3 separate regions of the Mus musculus genome follow, and all the other regions are linked to region 1. The links are chromatin contacts, called in public ChIA-PET and HiChIP or PLAC-seq maps. All regions are on one chromosome and are shown on one strand. The core of a region is the stretch at or near the end of the contact, and the rest is flanking DNA. Distances in the headings are between cores, read along the strand shown.

Region 1 (3,559 bases), core at 377-2,876:
AAGTCACCAGATCTGGTTTTGAAACATTATTTTGTATTTATGTACATGTGTGTTTGCAGGGATGCCCAAAGAGGCCAAAGAGCATGGTGGATCCTCGGGTGCTTACGAACCCCCAGAGGTCAGTGCTGGGAGCCAGCTTTTGAGAGAGCAGCAAGTCCAGTTCCCCGACTTCTTGGATTTTTGTTTTTGGACAGGGTTTCTCTGTGTAGCCCTGGCTGTCCTGGAACTCACTCTGTACATCAGGCTGGCCTCGAACTCAGAAATCCGCCTGCCTCTGCCTCCTGAGTGCTGGGATCAAATTCGTGCGCCACTACGCCCGGCTTTACTTGTTATTAACTAAGGATGCACCTTAACATATGGACCATAATCCTCACACTTTTAAGAATGAGTGCTTGAGGGGGCTGTCGAGATGGCTCAGTGGGTAAGAGCACCAACTGCTCTTCTGAAGGTCCTCAGTTCAAATCCCAGCAACCACATGGTGGCTCACAACCATCCGTAATGAGATCTGATGCCCTCTTCTGGTACGTCTGAAGACAGCTACAGTGTACTTACATATAACAATAAATAAATCTTAAAAAAAAAAAAAAATGAGTGCTTGAAACATTGGGTGTGACACAAACCTATAGTCCCAGATCTTGGGGGGCTAAGATAGGAGGGTCTTAGTGAGGCCAGATTCCATTTAATATATTAATGGCTGGAGAGATGGCTCAGTGGTTAGGAGCACTTGTTCTAGCAGAAGACTTGGGTTTGGTTCCCAGCACCCACACAAGACTTCACGACCACCTGGAAGTCCTGGAAGTCCAGTTGCAGGAGATTGTAAGCCTTCTGACTTCTGTGGGCACAAGGTACGCGCACACACATGCACACGCACACACACACACACACACACACACACACACATACACACACACGACATTCAGGCACATAAAACATATACTTTATTGCCCTTGGATCCCAATCGCATAGATGGAAAAAACCAGTTTGGCAGAAACATTAGCTGGCAAATGGAGTCAACCCCAGTCCCATCGGCTTGCCTCCCCCTTAGGATGGAGTTTCTCAATGGCATCTGCTTTTTCTTTCGAAGGCCTACAGAGGCAGAGAGTCTGGCTAACACTGGACCCACTGTGAGGTGGAAGGAGGGTCTGGCTGAGGTGGGAGAGTGGATGTGAAGACGTGCTGAAAATCTAATCCTAAAGTGGAAGAAAAACAAGTCGGATGGGACTTTCGGTCTGGGGTGCACTAAGAACAAAGGGCAGCTGGGCGTGTCACACGCCTGTCAACCAGCAAACAGAAGGAGGAAGCAGGACTAAGAAGCCAGCCTGAGCTACATAAATGTATAAATCGAGACCCTGCCTCCAAAAGTATAAAAGTTAAATAAGTTGCTTTTTGCTTTTTTTTTTTTTTTTTTTTCTTGAGAGTCGGACAGTAGGGACACCCGAGCCTCCTGCGACCTCGTAGATCCAAACCTCAAGCTATAAAATTTACACTGGACAAGTTACCTGAAGGGTGCGCGTGGCGCGCGACCAAGCCAATAGGAGCGTGGAAGCGCCTTCGCACGAGAATATGGTTGGATAGCAGCGGGAGAGAGGAGGCGGAGGGAAGAGGGGGCGGAGCCTTTCCCTGGCGGAAGGGGGCGCGCGCACCGGGTCCGCAGACGGAGTTGCCATGGATGGGGCCATGGTAGCGGGTGACCTTCTGACACTGGGGTAAAAGATTCGGTGGTGTGGCCTGGGGGTACGGGAAGGGCGCACTCGCCTGGGGACGCGGACGCAGAGGGACTCGCACTGACGCGTGCCCCGCCGCAGGTACGATGCCCTCCCGGAGGGGGCGTCTCGGGGTCCCGCGTGTGCAGACTTCAGGGCGCTGTGCGCGCGGCTGGCGGCCGAGCTGACGGCTCTGGGAGCTCTGGAGCGGCGAGAGGAGGGCACCGCAGTGCTGGGCGCCGGCCACGGTGCGTGAGAAGCTGGGTGGACGGCGGGTAGAGCCGCGGAACCCGCTGCTTCCTGATGGCTTCTTCCTCCCGCAGGCCCGGACACAGAGGAAGAGTTCCTGCGGCAGTTGGCCGGCTGGCTGCGGGCGTTGCACTGCCCGGATCGCGCGCTCTGCGGCGGAGACTGCGCCACCGTGCTGCGGGAGCCCGGCGGCGGCCTGCGTCTGCTGCGTGAGCGAGCTTGGAAGGCCCAGGGTGGTGGCGGTGGGCGGGGCCTCTGAATGGGGCGGGCTCTGACGCTCAGACTGGACTCCCGTGGGTGTGGCCAAAGCTTTGCGGCGAGCTTGAAGGCCGCAGGTAGATAGGCTAGGGTTAATTAAGGCTTGGCTTGAATTCTGACAGAGGCCTCTGAAAACTTTAATGCGTTGAGTTAAACGCCAGTTGGGTGGTTCTGAAGTGGACCCACATCCCCCATTGTCGGTGGGTGAGGCTTACTCTGGGGGAAGGGCCAAGGTTCTGGTTGGGTAGGGATCTACTCCTCTTTTTAGGGTTTCTTTGCTCTGAGCTCCAGGCTGCCCGCCTCTTGCATCTAAGGCTCCAGCGGGATTCTAGCCCTGTGCCATCCTTTGGAGAAGGGACAAAGAAGGCGAATGGCGTTGTTCAGGAACTGACGCTAACTCTTCAAGCCCTGGGGCTCCCCAGACCCCTGCGTGGAACCCTGGCTAGCCAGCTACTTCGGGAGTTTCATGACAAGGTAGAGAGAGTCTCCTCCTGAGGTACCTTACTTGTGGAAAGGAGCCTGTTTTCAAAACCAGCTCTAAAAAGGATGACCCATCGACAGTGGCCATTCGTTCTAATTTGCTTTTTGCTGTGATAAAACACTGACCAAAGCCAGCTTAGGGGAGGAAACCGTTTGTTTCCCTTCACAAGTTACAGCCCACCGTTGAAGGAAACTGAGGCAGGAACCCAAGCCTCAAGCCAGCCATGGAGGACAACCGTTTACTAGCACATGCCTCCCGGCTTGTTCAGCTACCTCTTATACAGCCCAGGCCCAGAGTGGGCTGGGCACGCCTATATCCAATAGCAATTGTCAAGTTGGCAAAAGTCGTTAACACTTCTGAGACCCAGGTTCACAGGGTTGAGGGAAACTAGAGCCCCTGAGAAGGTCCATCCTGTTTGTGTCTCACTGGCTTCTAATGATTCTCCCACCAGATCTCTGAGCTGCTGCCGTCCCTGCCCCCGGAGTCCATGAAGCCCCTCCTTAACTCGCAGCTGGATGCATCCCGATGGGTGAGAACATGTGCAGATGGCTGTGAACAGTATCTACCCAGAGACGGGACCCTGGGCATGACCAAGACCTTTCCTTCCAGGAAGCCCTGGAGTCTCTGTCCCAAAGCCTGACAGAGCAGTACTGCTGCCGCCGCTGCCTCCTCCTGAAGCGCCTTGACCTCACAACATCTGCTTTCCACTGGGGTGACCGGGCAGAGGTGTGGGGACCATAACAAGAATAAGCAGGCCCGCCAGAGGAGCTCGGCTGCAGGGAAGGGGGTCGAGGGCGAAGAATATATACTCTTGGGGATCCTGGGGCCCAGGCCACTTTAGAATCTTAAGATTGCACTTTTCATTTTA
Region 2 (3,559 bases), core at 792-3,291, 210 kb before region 1:
AATGGCCCAGACGCCAAGCCTTCACATTTGGAAGATTCCATCAGGACTGGATGTGATAGTGCTGCCTTTAATCCCAGCACTCAGGAAGCAGATGCAGGGTGGTCTCTGTGAGTTCAAGGCCAGCCTGGTCTACACAGGGCCTGGGCTGCAGAGTGCGCTTCTCCCACAAACACCAAAAAGAGAAAGAAGCCGTAGAGTGAGGGGTAATTCATGACTACTACTCCAGCCCTCAAGACGCTGAGAAAAGGAGCACTGGATTCGAGGCCAGCCTGGACTGAAGAAAGGTCCAGTCTCAGGAGCAGGTGGACAGGGGGCAGTCAGGGGCTATGATTGGCTTTGAGGCCAGCTCCACAGGAGGGAATCCACCCTGGCTTGGAAGGCCTGAGGCCCCACTGGAGAATGCGACTGCTGTTGTTTGCTAAGTGGGCATGACGTACCTGTCAAAAGTCTTCTAAGTAACCCCATTGGTGCCTCTAGGTAATGGCACTGTCAGTTTTGGTCACAGAAGCCTCTTTACAGTGGACAGTGGTAACCGCAGACACTGGTCACAGTATAGAGGATGCATGGCTGCTGGATGCTCAGGCATCCTTTCCAAGGCTCAGTGAGCATGGAAGAAGGGGGCAGACAGCATGGGAGAGCTGGAAGAGGGTGGGGAGAGAGTGGTGTGGCGTGCCGACTTCTGGATATGACATGGATATTGCTTGCTTTGGTTGGTTGGTTTGTTGTTTTAGGTTTTTGGTTTGGTTTGGTTTGGGTTGGGTTTTTTGTTTTTTGTTTTTTCCTTAAGATTGGCTCTCATTATATAGCCTTGGAATTCTATGTAGACCAGACTGACCCACCTGCCCCTGTTTAAAGACATGTGCCAGCAGTCCAGCTCAGTTTCTAGCTGTTGTGGCTGTGTGGGCTCGAACAAGTTCCACAGTATATGAAAGGTCATATACTGGAGCTAAGGGTATGGCTCATTTGGTAGCGTGCTCATATAACATGTACAAGGCCCTGGGTTCAGTTCTCCCAGCACGGCATGAGCCAGATGTGGTGGCATGCACCTGCAATCCCAGCACTCAGGGAGTGGAGGCCAGAGGACCCAGAATTCAAAGTCTTAAGCTTAGTTGCTGTCATTCTCAGTCAATCTCCCCACAAGCGACACAGCTCTGGACTGGGTCTCCCCAGCATAGCAACGCCTGCAAAAATAGATCTTTATACTCCCCTGTTGTAAAATATAAATGCGGTGACAACAGTGTACCGTGTAAGGGGGTGCCTGGGGGGCCCATGCCAAGGTGTTCCCCTGAGAAATCAAGCCTTGCGACAGACCTGGTATAAAGGAGGTTTATTTGGGGGGAAGGGGAGGAGAGGGGAGCCTAAAGATGTAGGAGAGGCAGACAGACAGCAGCAGAGCTATGAAGGCAGAGAAGAGGACAGGAAGGACCGAGAGGGGGAGATCAATCAGGAACACGTGGGAACAGAGAGAGGTGGGGGCAGGGGGGGCAGGCAGTCCTTTTTATACACTGCTGCACCTACATCATAACTGGCTGTGGCAGGCGATGGCATAAGCCACCACTAGGTCCCTGGGAGGAGCCTAGCAGAAACGCTTGTAAGCCAACCCCACCCCCACCCCTATAATTTCAGAAGTGTCTCCCAGGTTGCTCTCACTGCTCTGATAGGAACTGCTTAAAGCCTGTGACAATCCTGCACTAGTCACTTTGTCTAGGGTGAGAGGCGTTTCTGATTGGTTGGGTGTGAATCACATGCTCATGCCCAGCATCCAGGGGTGAGATCTGCCTGGCTCAGAGCACATAGCAGTTCTCAGGATATGTGGCCTTCCTCCACCTCCGCCAGCCTGGCCTGTCTGGTGGCTCTGTCAGAGGGTTGTGTCCCTACTGTTCCCTACCCGGTGCCTGGGGGCTCCTGATCCCCCAAACAACCATAAGGACCGCTGAACATCAGCTCTGCCATACGGACAGAAAGGCAGAAAGGTACCCTGCGTAGGGCCTGGGACACGAACATGTCCTCAGGTCCCATGACACGGCTCTGTAGCAGCCATGTCTGAGTGTCTCAGGCCAAAGGACATCGGGATGAGACGCTCTGGACCTGCCTCTCAGAGCTTAGCTCCTGCGATCTAAGAGGTGGATATTTTTTTTTCCTGAGCTCAGCCTCTGTAAGCTCAGGCTCCCTCCCATGCTGCGTGACACACTGTGTGACAGAGGTAGCAGAGCTGCCAGCCCAGCTTGGATGCCCATGCCCCAGGCTGGATCTCTGTACTATGGTGCATGTGCCAGCCAGACACGGGCCTGCTTCTATTTCCAGGGTTCTGGGCTTCATGTGCTTTTCTTTCTTTTTTTTCTTTCTTTCTTTTTTTTTTTTTTTTTAAACCACCTTGCAAAGTAGGTCACCTGCTTCTCTTGCAGCAGTATTTGAAATTCTAGGGAACAAGGCAGAGACTGTCCTTGGATTTTTGAGGACATTGGCTTTTCCGGCCCAAAGTACTGCTTGGGGTATTAGGAGGGGCTGGTCCATTTAAAACACTGGCTGATTAGAAGCCTGGGCCAGAGAAAAGGGAGGGGACGAAGAGAAGCCAAGACCTGGAGGAAAAAGGAGATTCAGGCCTAGCAGTAATAGCCATATGTAAGCTTCATATGGCTATTACTGACCTGAAAGGTACCACTCTGGCTTTAAAATGAATCACCATGGTTTGGAATTGCCCACTGTTACCCAGACAGCCGGACCCTCCCAAGCAGAAAGAAGGCCTGGGTGCTGGTGGGCCCAGACCTTATAAGTAACAAACTTGCTTTTCCAGGGGGTGGCCAGAGACCTATGATATGAATGCTTCGGAACCCAAGACGGAGTCGGAAACCACCACCCCTGGGGGCCGACCCCCCTACCGCAGCAATGCTCCCTGGCAGTGGAGTGGGCCCGCCTCCCACAACTCTCTGCCGGCCACCAAATGGACCACCCCTGCCACTCCCGGCCATGCCCAGTCCCTGAGCCGACTCCCGAAGCAGACACCCGTGGTGCCCTTCCGAGAGTCTCAGCCACTGCACAGCAAGAGGTAAGGACGCCCAGGGCACCACTGCTGTCCAGTGTCCCTCACCCTTCTCTCTCTCTCTCTCTCTATCTCTCTCTCTCCAACCCTTGCTCTTGCCCTTTTTCTTCCCTCAGTCATTTTCCTTTTTTTTTTTTTCTTTTTTTGGATTTTTTTTTAAGATTTATTTTATATATGTGAGTACACTGTTGCTGACTTCAGACACACCAGAAGAGGGCATCAGATCCTATTGCAGATGGTTGTGAGCCACCATGTGGGTGCTGGGAATTGAACCCAAGAACTCTAAAAGAGTACCACTGAGCCATCTCTCCAGCCCTCGTTTTTGGATTTTTGAGACAAAGCTTGTCTGTGTAGCCCTGGCTGTCCTGGAACTCACTCTGCAGACCAGGCAGGCCTCGAACTCAGAGATCGACCTGACTCTGCCTCCGGAGTGCTGGGATTAAAGGTGTGTGCCATGCCTGGCCATTTTCCTTTCTTACCCCTCCGTCTCCATCTGCTCTCCCCTTCATTCCTCCCTTC
Region 3 (3,559 bases), core at 667-3,166, 160 kb after region 1:
ACTGGGAGGCTGAAGCAAGCCAAGCTGGAGTTCAAGGTCATCCTCGGCTACCTAGGGAGTCTGAGGTTAGCCTGAGCTATAAAATCCTTTCAGAAAAAGGGGGGGGGGGGTCTGGCCAGGTGGCTCAGCAGGCAAAGGTGCTTGTCACCAAACATAATGACCTAAGTTCAATCTCTGCGACCCATGTGGTAAAAAGAATCGTCTCCTAAAAATGTTCTCTGATCTCCAGGTGCCCTCTGTGCCATGTGTCCCCAACCCCCAATGTGATAGAAGAGAAGCGAGAATCGGAGACCAGCCAGGGCTACATAAGCTATCTCACGGCAACAACAGTAAAAGGAGCCGTGGGGAGTTCACACTCCCAACCTCAAGGGTAGACTAAAGGAAAACAGGGAAGCACCGGTGCAGGGGCTTCTGCTGAGGGCAGCCAAGGCTCCCAAGAGTCACGGTGGAGCCGGAGCCTCGGGAGGGAACCTTGCAAAAGAACATGGAAGGGTTTTCTAGGCTGTGGAAACCTCCTCTCCACACCAGCAGCCTCTCCTATTCCCCATTCGTCCCTCCACCACCATACCTGGGGGAGCAGAGCAGACGGAAGGTGAGGGTGGGGTCTCTCAGCTCCTGCAGCGGCTGTAGAGAAAGTGTGTCTGTGTGTGTGCGGAGAAGTAGGGCCTTCCCTCTCCCTACAGACACGGCTTCCTCAGGGTAAGTCTAACCCCAGACCCACTCATGAAGCTGTGTGACTTTGACAAACATGTGACTTAACTGCTCTGTGTCCAAGACTACTAACCTGCAAAGTCGCCGCGCCCTATCGGATAGGCAACTGTGAAGGGTGGGTAAGTCAGGAACCAGGGAGCCGGTACGATGTGTGCCCTGAAGCTTCCCTACACGAGTCCCTGTCCTGACCCAGGGCTTCTCCAAGCCCATTTAAAGGATGTGAAGGTTGAGGATGAGGGCAAGGGAGTGGTGTGAACTGAAGGAGCCTACCTGTTTCAAGCCTGGAGCCCACACCTGAACTCCATGCTTCCAGAAGGCCTCGAGTCGATCTTCAACCATAGCTAGAGAGGAAGCAGTTCCCTGTGACCTGGAGGTCACAGAGCTCCCACTCTTGACCCTGGACCCTCCCAACTAACACATACCCACAGCCTCGACCGCTTCTGTCATGGGGATCTCAGGGGTGCGGAGCCCAGGAGCTGGTGCCCCCTCTGGGGTCACTAGCTTTAGAGAGCCTGAAGGGAAGTGGAAGGAAGGCTTTGAGCACAACGTCCTGGGCTGAGGACCGGAAAGGGAAGGGAGGAAGGCTCTTACCATCCATCAACACCATCACCATGTCTTCCTTTACTTGGATCACCTGCACTGGTCCCTTGTGCTCTGCGCGAGAGGCAGGGGCTTAAGAACTAACTGCCTAGCTCTGTTCAGCTAGCACCCCTCAGGTCCCTGCCTGCCACGTGCGCTCCACCCTGCCACGTGCGCTCCACCCTGTTATGACCAGTCAAGGAAGACCACACACCCTGTTCCATCTCTTTCTCGGTATCGGGTTCGGGCATAGCCCTGCCCAACCATTCTGCCCTTCCCCTTCCCTGGTGCCCTAACCTGTAGTCCCATCCTTGATTGGCCCCTTCTCACAAGCCACATCCTTTCCAGAAACCATGCCCCTTTTCTGAAGCTCCGCCCTCTTCCCTAGGCCCCGCCCCTTCCCTGCAGCCTGAACCCCGCCCTGCAGCCCCGCCTTGGTCTGCAACTTTTCCCTATTGTCCTCTTTCCTGAAGCACTACCTTTCCAGGACTGCCTTTTCCCTACAGCCCCTCCTTCCCCGGCAGCGTCTCCCTTCCTAGCATCCTTGCCTCTTAGGGGCAAGGCCCACTCACCCGTGCTGGAGTCGTCCAGCCAGCAGGACAGCGCACCGAAGCGCACGGTGTGGAAGAGCACCGACTTTGCCGCCTGCCCCGGGCTCACGCCGATGCACACAGCTGGCAGCTCGGAGCCCGGCGTTGTCAGCAGCGTGAACACCGGCAGCGGCGTGGGCAGCGGGAACAGCACCTGCTGCAGGCCCGCGCGGGGAAGAGCGATTCAGGGAGGCTCTGAGACCGGGGGTGGGGTGGGGGACTAGGTGGGGAGTCCCTCGGAGATTTTCAGGCTTCTTTAGAAAGAAGCAAAGTGTGCTTCTAGAGTAAATGTGGCTTTGTCTGGAGGCGTGTCAACCTGGTGACGGAAAAGCAGGAACACCCCCTACACACACACACCAGGCCAACAAAACCACTTTAGACTCAAAGGGACAGACCCTTAGAGACTGAAGAATAATTAAGTTGTTCAGATGTGAGGGACGGGGCTTAAATATCAGGAAGTGGTTTTCTTTTTAACGATTTACTTATTTTTATTTTATGCGCTTGGTGTTTTGCCTGCATGTATGTCTGTGTGAGGCTGTTGAGTCCCCTGCAACTGGAGTTTCAGACCGTTGTGAGCTGCCATGTGGGTGCTGGGAACTGAACGTGGGTCCTTTGGAAGAGCAGCCAGTACTCTCTTAATCGCTGAGCCATCTCTTCAGACTCTCGGGAAATTTTCAAAATGCCTCAGGATGGGAAGGGAGCAACGACATGGACTGGCGGCTGGGGGGGGGGGGGGGCATCCCATTCTTTATATAAGCGCTAATGGTGGATGGAGCACCCTCGCTCTACAGACTTACCCGGACAAGCAAGAATTTGTTCATTGGTTGGTACCACTGGAGCAAAACCACAGACGTCTCCAATGCCCCACATAAGAATGGGCCCCCAGAGCTAGCACTCTCAGCTGTGGAAGTGGACAAGAATGGGTCAGGTCAGGGTCCCTGTCTCCCTCTAGGATCCCCCAGTATCTCTCCAAGGGTCCTGGACACCATGCCTCAACCTTATTGAGTAGACACTGGCCAGGCACCAGCCCGCCCCATCACTCTGCACCCGGAGGGAAGCTGGCTCTCACCCACACAGCAAGCCCGGCAGCCTTTGGTGTCCTGGATCTTACTGGAGACCATGTTCTTTCTGGAGGAGGAGGAAGAGGAGTGAGGGGCTGCGCGGGCGCACTGGGGGCAGGGAAGCCAATGGCGCCCTGTGGGGCTCCTACCTTGCCAGTAACCGGTGAGGGCTAATGTGAGCAATGGGGCTTCCCGTTCTGCCGTCTTTCCTTTCAAGCAGGCCCAGGATGCTATGAGAATACAGGTAGGGTGTCTTCCCTGCAGTGTGTGTATGAGAGCGGGAGTGTCAAGCAGTTAGAGGACCCTTGCCATCTCTTTGTCTCCCAGCCCGCTGAAACTTCCCAACATGCAAACCCCACTTTCCAGTCACACAGTTCCCAGTCTTGAGACTTGAAAGGACCAGTGTGGTCCAGGCATCACCGTGATCTGCTTAGGAAAACAGAGCAGAATAGGTCGCCTGCCCTCATAACGCTGCTGCACCGGCAACAGGAGTGAGGTTTACCCAGCCCATGAGGTTGCACCTGAAGTTTATTTTTTTGGTGCTTGTGTCTCAGGTCCAGGCTGACCTCTAACTCCCCATGGAGCTGAGGCTGGTCTTGAACTCCCATCCTCCTGACT

The links. ChIA-PET counts read pairs in DNA pulled down with a chosen protein or histone mark. HiChIP or PLAC-seq counts read pairs in DNA pulled down with a chosen protein or histone mark.
Region 2: a contact with region 1 is called in an H3K27ac HiChIP or PLAC-seq map of SST interneurons, with 3 times the contacts expected there. The contact joins the enhancer-like site here to the promoter of Fam98c in region 1. A contact is called at or near these places in 1 of 39 promoter capture datasets (pre-B cells), 1 of 484 Hi-C or Micro-C datasets (cerebral cortex), 2 of 115 datasets of contacts at active chromatin or transcription factors (SST interneurons and embryonic basal ganglia) and 4 of 9 other capture datasets (adipose tissue, embryonic stem cells, liver and 1 more).
Region 3: an RNA polymerase II ChIA-PET map of effector CD8 T cells shows a contact between it and region 1, with 7 read pairs. The contact joins the enhancer-like site here to the promoter of Fam98c in region 1. A contact is called at or near these places in 1 of 39 promoter capture datasets (liver), 1 of 484 Hi-C or Micro-C datasets (embryonic stem cells), 4 of 115 datasets of contacts at active chromatin or transcription factors (effector CD8 T cells, embryonic stem cells and memory CD8 T cells) and 2 of 9 other capture datasets (embryonic stem cells and liver).

The regions. Positions count from the first base shown.
Region 1 is chr7:29,154,277-29,157,835 of GRCm38.p6, reverse strand. Fam98c (family with sequence similarity 98, member C) reads left to right here and starts at 1,626. Exons shown (of 8, transcript NM_001146023.1): 1 at 1,626-1,706; 2 at 1,806-1,951; 3 at 2,027-2,161; 4 at 2,479-2,684; 5 at 3,143-3,220; 6 at 3,301-3,417. The coding sequence starts at 1,666. It also overlaps a transcript of Spred3 not described here.
Region 2 is chr7:29,366,038-29,369,596 of GRCm38.p6, reverse strand. Sipa1l3 (signal-induced proliferation-associated 1 like 3) reads left to right here. Exons shown (of 23, transcript NM_001081028.1): 12 at 2,795-3,046. Among named protein-coding and RNA genes, the nearest start is that of Dpf1, 60 kb to the right of the region's middle. Within about 2 kb of position 2,041, at least 64 of the 459 cell types and tissues checked have an H3K27ac peak or open chromatin away from gene starts, as enhancers often do. A contact at or near this core is called in SST interneurons, cerebral cortex and embryonic basal ganglia, where this site is marked.
Region 3 is chr7:28,999,413-29,002,971 of GRCm38.p6, reverse strand. Map4k1 (mitogen-activated protein kinase kinase kinase kinase 1) reads right to left here. Exons shown (of 32, transcript NM_008279.2): 24 at 3,091-3,199; 25 at 2,950-3,008; 26 at 2,678-2,781; 27 at 1,863-2,037; 28 at 1,303-1,365; 29 at 1,134-1,223; 30 at 982-1,052; 31 at 569-624. Among named protein-coding and RNA genes, the nearest start is that of Map4k1, 18 kb to the right of the region's middle. Within about 2 kb of position 1,916, at least 157 of the 459 cell types and tissues checked have an H3K27ac peak or open chromatin away from gene starts, as enhancers often do. A contact at or near this core is called in effector CD8 T cells and memory CD8 T cells, where this site is marked.